Regions from separate parts of the Gossypium raimondii genome. Here region 1 is linked to region 2. The links are chromatin contacts, called in public Hi-C maps. All regions are on one chromosome and are shown on one strand. The core of a region is the stretch at or near the end of the contact, and the rest is flanking DNA. Distances in the headings are between cores, read along the strand shown.

Evidence for each region. A called contact is a pair of places that touch in the nucleus more often than the background predicts.
Region 1: a Hi-C map of leaf shows a contact between it and region 2, with 5 times the contacts expected there. The contact joins the promoter of LOC105798679 here to the enhancer-like site in region 2. A contact is called at or near these places in 2 of 2 Hi-C or Micro-C datasets (both in leaf).

Annotation. Positions count from the first base shown.
Region 1 is chr9:22,322,982-22,328,125 of ASM2569854v1, reverse strand. LOC105798679 (NADH dehydrogenase [ubiquinone] 1 beta subcomplex subunit 10-B) reads left to right here and starts at 1,741. Exons shown (of 3, transcript XM_012628840.2): 1 at 1,741-2,100; 2 at 2,464-2,518. The coding sequence starts at 1,812. The coding sequence ends at 2,495.
Region 2 is chr9:22,110,441-22,115,345 of ASM2569854v1, reverse strand. No RefSeq gene overlaps it. Among protein-coding and RNA genes, the nearest start is that of LOC105798684, 27 kb to the right of the region's middle. Within about 2 kb of position 3,370, the one cell type or tissue checked has open chromatin away from gene starts, as enhancers often do. A contact at or near this core is called in leaf, where this site is marked.

The DNA of each region.
Region 1 (5,144 bases), core at 492-2,991, 210 kb before region 2:
TTATGTCATATGCTATACGTTTATTTTTAAAATTATATATTTTTATAATTTTTAAAATATATATACTAATTAAATAGATGGAAATAAAAGCGAGAAACAATCTATAGTAAAATATAAAGTAATTAGATAAAATAAGTCATTCGATTATTAGTTGAAATTTCACGTATAAAGAACCATTACTTTAATACTTTATTGTCTTTAACATAATATTTCATAACACAATGATAAACAACATTCATAATCATGTAAATATTATTAAAATTAAATAGTAGTAAAACTATCGAAGATCAAATAATAACTAAACATCTCAAATAATAATGAAAGCCATACCTTTTTCGGTGTTGAAACAAAACCTATTAAATGATGCTAAAATTTAAATAATATTTTTAGATGTTATTTTGAATGAAAATGTGTCATTGTGCATATATTTATAGTGTTAAATATTAGTTTTAATTGGTATATAACTATTTACTAATTAAATGATAATTAATTTATAATAATAAATATAATTTATTATGGATCCAAAGTTTAATTAAGTGATAATAACTATTACATTGGTAATGAAAACATTATTAATAAAACAATTATAACTATTTTTATATTATATTATATTATATTATATTATTTTATAGATTTTAAAAAATATGAGAAATATAGTTAGTACAAAGTATTGATTCTTAAATGATCGATTTTCTTTATATTAATTTCTCAAATAGATATGAGTCATACTATTTGTTAAGTGGGATTTGTGTTGAATCAAATCGATTTGGTTAGATGTATTTAATATTTATAAAAAAAAGTTAAGTTATTTTTAAAATATATTTATTTTCTTTTGAGTTTTGATATATAAATTAAGAATAAATAAATAAATTTATACATTATAGATTAGACCATTATAATAATAATATTATATATATAATGTTAATCTCACACATTAATTTTATTAATTATAAAAATATTTTTAACATTATTAATTATTATCATATTTAAAATAAAATTATATTTATGTAATCAAAAGATTCAATTTTATTATTTTTAACTTATCCAATTATGTTCAATAATTTTATAATTTATAATTTTATTAATTAATAATATATTATGCTATTTTATAAGTAGAACTTTTATTCTTCAATTTTAAAAAAAAGATATGATCAAATTAAATAATTTCACATTAATATACTATCTTATTAATTAATATTACTTTTATTATTATCACATAATAATACAAACAATTTATTATTTTAATGTCAATTTAGTAATATAATTTATAATAAAAGTATTCTTGTCAATTCAAATTTTTTAAACCCGTGTTTCATATATATATATATTTTAAATAGATGCTAAATGTAAATATACAACGTATGATAAGAATTGAAATAAAAATATTACAATTTTAAGCATAATTCTTTTTTAAGATTAATTTTATTATAGTTTTATCGCTCTTTTTGATATAATATTTAGAATTATTCATTAATTCCTCTTTAATAGGATAATGCGCTTTACCACACTCAATTCAAACTCTCTTGCACTGACAATAATGCCGATGCAAATAGAATTAAAACTAAATGAAAAATACAATCTCATCTAACTTTTGTATGGATTCGTTCAATAAAACATAGTTGCTTTTATATTAGTTTAGTGTATCGGTTTCCGTCCTCAACTGAACAAAAATTCAGTGGGCCGGGAAAGGCTACAAAAGAAGTCCAGAAAATAAAAATATAAGCGGAAACCCAATTTCAAACCCAAAATCTCCACTAAAACAAACCGAAGGGAAAGCAAGCAAGAGCCGAGTGAGAGAAACTGAGAAAGAGATGGGCAGGAAGAAGGGAGTAGCAGAGTTCGAAGAAACGGCGCCGGATGACTTCGACCCGGCCAATCCCTACAAAGACCCTGTGGCCATGCTTGAAATGAGGGAGCATATAGTTCGAGAGAAATGGATTGACATTGAGAAAGCCAAGATCCTCCGTGACAAGGTCAGGTGGTGCTACCGCATCGAAGGGGTCAACCATCTCCAGAAGTGCCGCCATCTCGTACGCCAGTACCTCGACGCCACCCGTGGCATCGGTTGGGGCAAGGATGGCCGTCATCCCTCCCTCCACGGTCCCTATCTTTCTTTACTACATAAAAGACTTCATTTTATTTATTATAAACTCGATTGATTATGATTTCTTATTACTTGCTCTTTGCTTCCCCAATTTCAAACAAGATCAGTAGTTTTGCCATAGACATGTATATTTTGCTTTTATATGTTCATTTTTTAAAAGTTTTTAATTTGATTCTGAATTTGTTTTATTAGCTACGTTCTATAACGACTTTTCAGAGTGGGAAGCAAAACAAGTAGTAAAAATTACAAAAAAGATTCAGCATTGATTTATCCATTTATTTGTGGATTAGTCAACATTGTTCTTTGGGGAAGGAATGGCTGAGCTGTATTGATTTTGTGTTGATGATTTGGGATTTTAGGTCCAAAGGTTGAAGAGATCGATTCAGAATGAATGGCTGCATCTGGTCATGATAGGTAATCTCGGACTCTAATTCATTCTATATACTATCTACTGAACAATCCTTGTTACTGTTATTGGTTCAACAGAATTATTTCTTGCTTTGTTGATGTTGTTCTGGAACCGTTTGCTTGAACTTTAGAATCTGTACAAAGAAAATTTCAAAACAATTTAACCAAATCAGGTGGGCATGAACATGCCTGTGATATGAACTTACAGAAAGTTTATGGAAGCCAAGTTGGTGGAGAAAAATATGAAATTATAAAGTAGAAGTTGGGGGAAAAAGAATAGTTTAAGGCTTTATGATTATTGGTTATGTTTCAAAGACCCCCCTGGTTGATTAAGCAGTAAAATCTTTCAAAGAGAGCGCATTAGTTCTAGAGATATCTACTTCCATATTGTAAACCTCAACGCAATTACTGTCCCTATCTTTAATTACTAGAAATCCTATGTTTTCCAATTCTTTTGTGTCAGCTCCAGTAATAGATAGTTTTGTACTTTCTTCTTTTGGAATATCAGAAGCTGGGCAGCTTTTTCTTGAGCTGGTGCGCTGACAGCTGATTTACTATCTCAACTTTTCTCATCTACCTCATCAATGTCTTTTTTGCTATATGAGCAGTAGGAGTATTCTTGCTCTCACACTGAGCAAGTTTGCCAGCTTTAGTTTTTGATGAGCAGGTCTTGGAGAAATTTACAGCATTTAAAGTAGATATTACAACAGTTGCGTACTGTTTTGCAATGCCTAGTTGTCTGCCCACAACACTCATGATCCACATAGATGCGTTTGGCCTTTCTAATCACTCCTAAAGGCCATTTGGAGTCTTAAAAGTTGTCTTCCATTCATCAACACTTCTCAATCTATCGTGGTGATAACCACTCTTCAAATCAATCATTGAAAACTCCACAGAACCAGTCAATTGACCAAGAATATTACTCAACCAAGGTATCCCAACAAGAATATGATCTATAGACATAGGAATATCTGACAAGGCTTTATCATCTAATTGAGGACGCTCTTTAAAGTATGCTTCTATCTCTTGGACTTTATGCTGAGGATGGCTACGGTAACACTTCTTTTTGGAATGCTGGCTAGGATCCTAATCACTATTCAAGGGAGAATCTATTTCAATACTTGATTTGTCTTACAATCATTGGCTATGATTTTCCTAATTAGTTCTCCAGAGGCCTCATGGATCATGCCAAACATATTGGGACTCTCAAATATGTTCGGGCTAAAGTACGGGTCAGGTTGGCGTTGATCCCTAACTTCTTTAAAACCCTTCACTTGAGCAGTCAACACCTTTAATAGTGAGGATCGTTGGCTAATTGCATCTACGGCACGGTTAGACTCCTCTTCACCTTCAGTTGTTGTTGTCAACTCTTCACGAACAGTTGAGGACTCTCCTTGAACTAGATGCGTAGCTGCTTCACTTTCTTTGGAATACTCATCATAAATAGGATCTAACCGATTGTACTCTTGTTCTTTCATATGCATCCTGTCGTGAAAATCAGCAATTTCAATGTTAATTCCACCTCTTTTTAATTCAAAAGCATGTGCTATCCGCTCCTTCAATCCACCTCGTACTACACAATTTGTGGGTCTAACATCATGAAAGTGGTTTTCTTCCTCACCGAAATTGAATTTATTAGGGAGGCTACCTTCTGATATGTCAAACTGGTTGTGGGTACAGTCCAGAATCTCTATCTAGGTTCCCATTTGTGCACACGGCATTTCTTCAATTGCACACTATATGCTACACTGTATTCCTCTTCCTCACTATCACGTCCAACCATGGCTTAATAGAAAACTCTAATATAAATCCTATGATCTAACAAGTAGAAAGAAGTTGGAACTCTAGAAAACTTAGGGTTATTAAAAAGCTACTAGTTTTATGCTATATCCATTATGTGGGTAAAGAAATAAAAAAAATCATAAAAAAATATTTAAGCATTGGTTTTTTTGGGAAAAAATAACTACTCGTCTGATAGTGCTTTTTGTTATGGTTGGACTTTGAATGGAGTTAAATTACTAGGCAAATATGGCCTCAAAAGTGTCAGAAAGATTCATATTGTGGGTTGACTGTGCCACAGCATGCCAGATTGGCAACCTTGTGTTGATTGTGCTCACTGGTTTCACCAGTAATGACATGCTGACATGCAAGGTCAATCTTCTATTATTAAGAAAAAATGAAAATAGAGGGAAAACAGAGGAAGTACACTAAAATCTTATCCCAATTTTGGTAATGAATATGATATTTTGTAGTTAATGTTTTATTAAATTTATGTTAATTTTATTATTAAAATTTTTATTATTGATATTTTATAGAAGATTAAAATATAAGGGAAATTTTTTAAAGAAATATATAAATATTTTACTTAAGGGTAAAATAGTATTTTATGCTTATTCCTTGCATATTCTTTGACATAATTTTACCAATCAAACATCTCTGTTCCAGTCCTCTCTGATTCCAGTCTACTAACCAAATTACGTGATACCTATAAAAAAAATAGCTAGAATTCTTTATAAGTAAATGCGTTCAAATATATATAGCTTTGTATTGAACGCACTGTTGGCAACTTGCATTCCAAAGAGAAACTATTCATTGATTTCTTAAGTAGTTTACAATATTAATTGGTTGCATT
Region 2 (4,905 bases), core at 2,121-4,620:
GCAACAAAAAGATAATCAGATTATTTTCTGATAACCTCTCCCCTATTATCTCTTAAAATCACTCCCTATTAACCCATTAAAACACAACTACTCAGAATTTTTCCCCAACACAACTCATAGCCGAAATTGGAGCAAAAATACTATCTCCACACCATCACAAAGAATTGAACACAAGACCTCCTTCACACTAAGACTCCACTTATCCACCAGACCAGCAAGCCTATTCGGTTAATTATTTTCCATCTTTTACTTAAAAGCCTATTGACCAAAGATAGAGCTTATTCATAAAAATACCAAAATTTTCTCAAGTCTTGGCTTGAACTTGGGACCTCTCACACATCCAGAACACTTCACCACTAAAGCAGATACACAATTGTGTCACACCTTCGTAAGAAAAAAATAAAAATTCTCGGGCATTACAAAAACCCCATAAAGCCCTAGCTTGAAAATAAATTTTTCACTTGATATTAGTGAAAAATCAAAGTTTGAAGTTGGATATTAGCTTAGATTTAAGAAAAATAATTAAGAAGATATGGAAAGGAGAGAAAAGCTCCCCCTTCTTTTTTTTTAAGTAAATGGGGGTTTTTTTACCCATTGACCCAATATATTTAATTATTTACGAAAATAACACAAGTTAAAACTTATGTACAAAAATGACCCGTTCTCCATAGTGCTCGTTGGTGCCACCTGACACACCGACGGTACTGTCCCCAAATGATGACCCAATCATCAGCTTTTAAAAAAATTTAGGTGTTGCCACTTTGTTAGGCTGCACCAGTCTTGACTTTTCAAAATACCCATTAAAAATACATGTATTCAGAAAAAGATAAAAAAAAAAGAAAAATATATATTTTTGAATGGATTCTACTAGTGTGTTAGGCGGTACTAGTGGGAATTTTAAAAAAATAGGCGAAACATGAAAAAAGGCTGAAAAGAAACCGTTGAAATAGAAAAAGAAAAAAGAAAACTGAAAAAAAAATAAAGGGAAAACCCATGATCGATACTTGCTTTATAGGTGGTTATTTTATTCTTGGCTTGTTAGTATCACCACCAGTAAATGAAATATTGTTTCAAAAAATAAATCTTAAATGAGATGAGAATGGAAAGAAAGAGATGTGGGAGAAAGATAGAGAGACGAGAAGGAAAGTCAAATATGAGAAAAGAAAGAGAATAACAACTATGTAAAATAGTGATCTAAAAGGAATTGAATATTTTATGGAAAATAGAAAATCAAACATGGGAAAGGAAAGAGAATAACATATGGGGAAAATAGATATATAAAAGGGAATTTAATATTTTAGGGAAAATAGAAAACCAAATATGGTAAAGGAAAAAGAATAACATATATGGAAGATCTCTATCTTATGGCATCATCAATAATTCAATTTTAGCAAAATTTATAAGGATTCAATATGATAAAATAATTCAATAATATAAATACTATAAAATGTGAAATTTATTTTAATAATATAAATAGTAGATATAAATAAAATTATTATTTAGGTTTAGGAAATTTTTTGAATGATTTTAATTTTTTATTTGGTGGTAAAGGGTGAGAAATAAAATTTAGGGAAATAAAAAGTTTTTGAGGTTGAGGAAGTAAATTTGGGGGAATAAATGGGAGGAGTAAAATTTTGGGAGGAAATATTAAAAAAATTGGGGGGGGGGGGGAGGGGGGAGAATAAGTTTGGGGTAGAACAGGGCTAGGATGGGAGGGGAGCAAAAGTTATGGGGGCAAAATGGGAGGGAGTAAAAGTTTTGAGAGGAAAGTGAAGAGGTTTAGGAGTTTGGAGTAATAATGTAAATTATTATAGTTTAATATTCGGTTTATTCAAATTATTCGAGTTATTCGAATTATTCGAGTTATTCAAATTTGAAAACCAAACTTGATTCGAACTCAAAATTCAAAAAAAAATATTCGAGTTGACTCAAATAACTCGATTCGTTTAACTCGTAACTCGAAATTCAAAATTTTTTCAATTTTTTCGAGTCAAATTGAGTTTTGCTCACCCTTAGTCATCATTGAGAGCGGTGCCGCTGGTGTATCAAGTGACATCAATGGATATTATGGAGAACGAATCATTTTTGCATATAAATTTTGACTTTGAATTATTTTTGTAAGTAATTAATTATTTTGCATCAATGGAGTAAAAAAGCTGTAAATGGGCTTTGACCTTTAAATTTATTAAGAAATAGCAACATGAACAACAATCAATGAATGTATCGAACGAGGGTAATCAAACCTGAAAACTTCCTCAACCGCCATACTTAGGCTAATTTTACTCAAATTGTCGCTACATACGAAAATTCTAAATAATCGAAAGACCTAACATTATCTAAGATAGTTCCTGATAAACATAAATCTAATATGGATTGTTTATGTGACAAGTAGTGCGCAGTCGGTTTCCACAATTCTTTTTCTCCTGCTAGTCGAATCCCGCCTATAAGGGCTTGGGCTTCCGCCCATGTCGGCTCCATATGGCTCGTTATCCTTGTCGCTAAACTTTCGTGGACAAATCCGTCCCTTTCCCATTTAGCCGCGTGATTTGGGTAAGGGGATGAGCCTTCTCTGCTCCCCCTCCCCACATTAAAACTTGTTTAACTATTTTTCATTTATGGCCGAATGGCCCTTTAGCCAATTCGGCTTTCTAAAGCCTAAACGGGCAGGGTGGGGGACACAGCCCGCCACTCGTCCATTTACTTTCTCTTTTTTATTTTTTATTTTTGAACTGTGGCCGATTGGACCATTCAATATTCAAAGCCTCATTAGGCTTTGCAGACCAAGATACGCAATGGTGGGGGCCACGCCCCATCAAATTCATATATATATTCCATTTTTTTCCAATTTCCGATTTGATTCGCTTTCCATAATTTGTATTTTTAATCATTTTCACTAATCCTCTTTTAAATAAATTTAATTCCAATAATTTAATATTATAAAAAACACTTATTTTGCGAGATTATCAAAATACCCTTAAGTGGTAAATTTATCATTTTGCTCTTTTTTCCTCTTCGCTCAATTCCTTCATAATAATTTGTAATCAATCTAAATTCAGCAATTCTCATTTAATACTTAGTACGCATCCTTGGATATTGAAAAATATAATTTTACCCTTCGCTCGATCAAATTGTTAAATTTACAATTTAATTTTTATACTCTTAAATTCTTTCAAATTGGTCTCAAATGTGATTCTCATTACACCAATATATAACCAACTCATTCTTATGCCAATTAATCAATAACCACTCACATTTCCCCTTATGGTCAAATGTGTTTGTAGAAGCCCAATTTTGCTCAGGCCCAACCAAACAGAAATCAAACCAAAATAAAAATAAAAAATAATATGGTCTAGAGTCCATTGACAAATATCAGACCCAAATTACATCAAGCCCAAGTGGCCCAAACCAAAAAAACCCTAAAGCCCACAACAACCTAAACTATTTTCAGAAAAACAAAAACCTCGTGTCGCACCTTACCTAGTTGCCGCTGCACCCTAGCCTGCCACCACCAACTGCTTTGCCATCACCAACCACCCCTGCAAGAAGAAGAGAAAACACCCAAACAACAGTGGCAAGAGCAATAGAAAAATAATAAAAAAATATATTGTAAAATGACTATAAAAAAGCCAAAAGCAGATTGTAAAAGTAGGGGTTTTTTGCTTCTGAAATAAAAATCGAAATAAAAAAGTAAAAATAAAACAACCGAAAAAATTCAAAGGTGATTTTTTTCCTTTTTTTCCTTGAATCCATTATTATTATTATTATTATATATATATATATATATATATATATATATATATAAAGAAAAAGAAAATTCACCTAGTGGTCGTTTCTGTCGTCAGAGTCGAAGGGAGCCGAAATAGCCAAAACGAAGGTTTCTTTTTTTTTAGCCACCATGGACGGTAGAGCCATCGCCAGTGACTGGTGGCCGTCGCGGCGGTGACTCGCTGGAGCCGTGGCCGACCTAAGGAGGCCTTCAGAGAAAAAAAAAGAGAAGAAAGGTTTTTTTTTTTTAACTTGTTTTAATTTTTTTTTTGAATTTTTAAACTTAAATAGGCCATCAAAACGAAGTCCTTTTGGCCTGGATCAGATACCCCAAAAAAAACGTCGTTTCGAAGCGGAGCCCGACGACCCGACTCGTCCATGCAGCAGGGTCCACGTGTATTCGAAAAATAGCCTATTGCGCATTTAGTCCTTCCGCTTTTTAGGCGGTTTCCAATCCGGTCCTATTTCTTTTTTTCCCTTTTTTAAATTTTACCATTTAATTTTGTATTTTTCCATTTTGATCCTTATTTTGTTTTATTAGCTATTTTTTATTATTTATAATTTATACTCCCTAATTTCATTTTAATTTCGATTTAATCCTTTAATCATTTAATTTCAACCTTTTATAGATTCTTATATGTATATTGTTCTATTTTTTTATATTTATTTATTCATTTATCTATTATTTCTTTACTTTTTTACATATTGAAAAATTATATTTTACATCTCCTTAAGCATTTTTTTGTTGCCCCAAATTATTATTATTGTTATTATTTATCGTGTTTTGATTATTTATATTAGAATTAGAATAGTAATTACATATATCATTTTATTTATTTGTTTATCTATTAATTATCTCTCACCCTTTTTATATTTGAAAATTATGATGTTTATATTTTCTTTATTCGTGCACTTGGTTTTCGTATTATTCTAATTATTATTATCATTATTATTATTTATTTTTCCTATATTACTTAATTAGTATTAGAATTAGTAATTAAAATATGATTATTGCCATTGTTTATTTGGTGTTTTATTATTATAGATATATCATCATCATTTATTAGTATGATATTTTTGTTTTTGGTTTTTGTTTTTTTTTTCGTATATCATTGTTTTGTTTATGCGCACTATTATTTT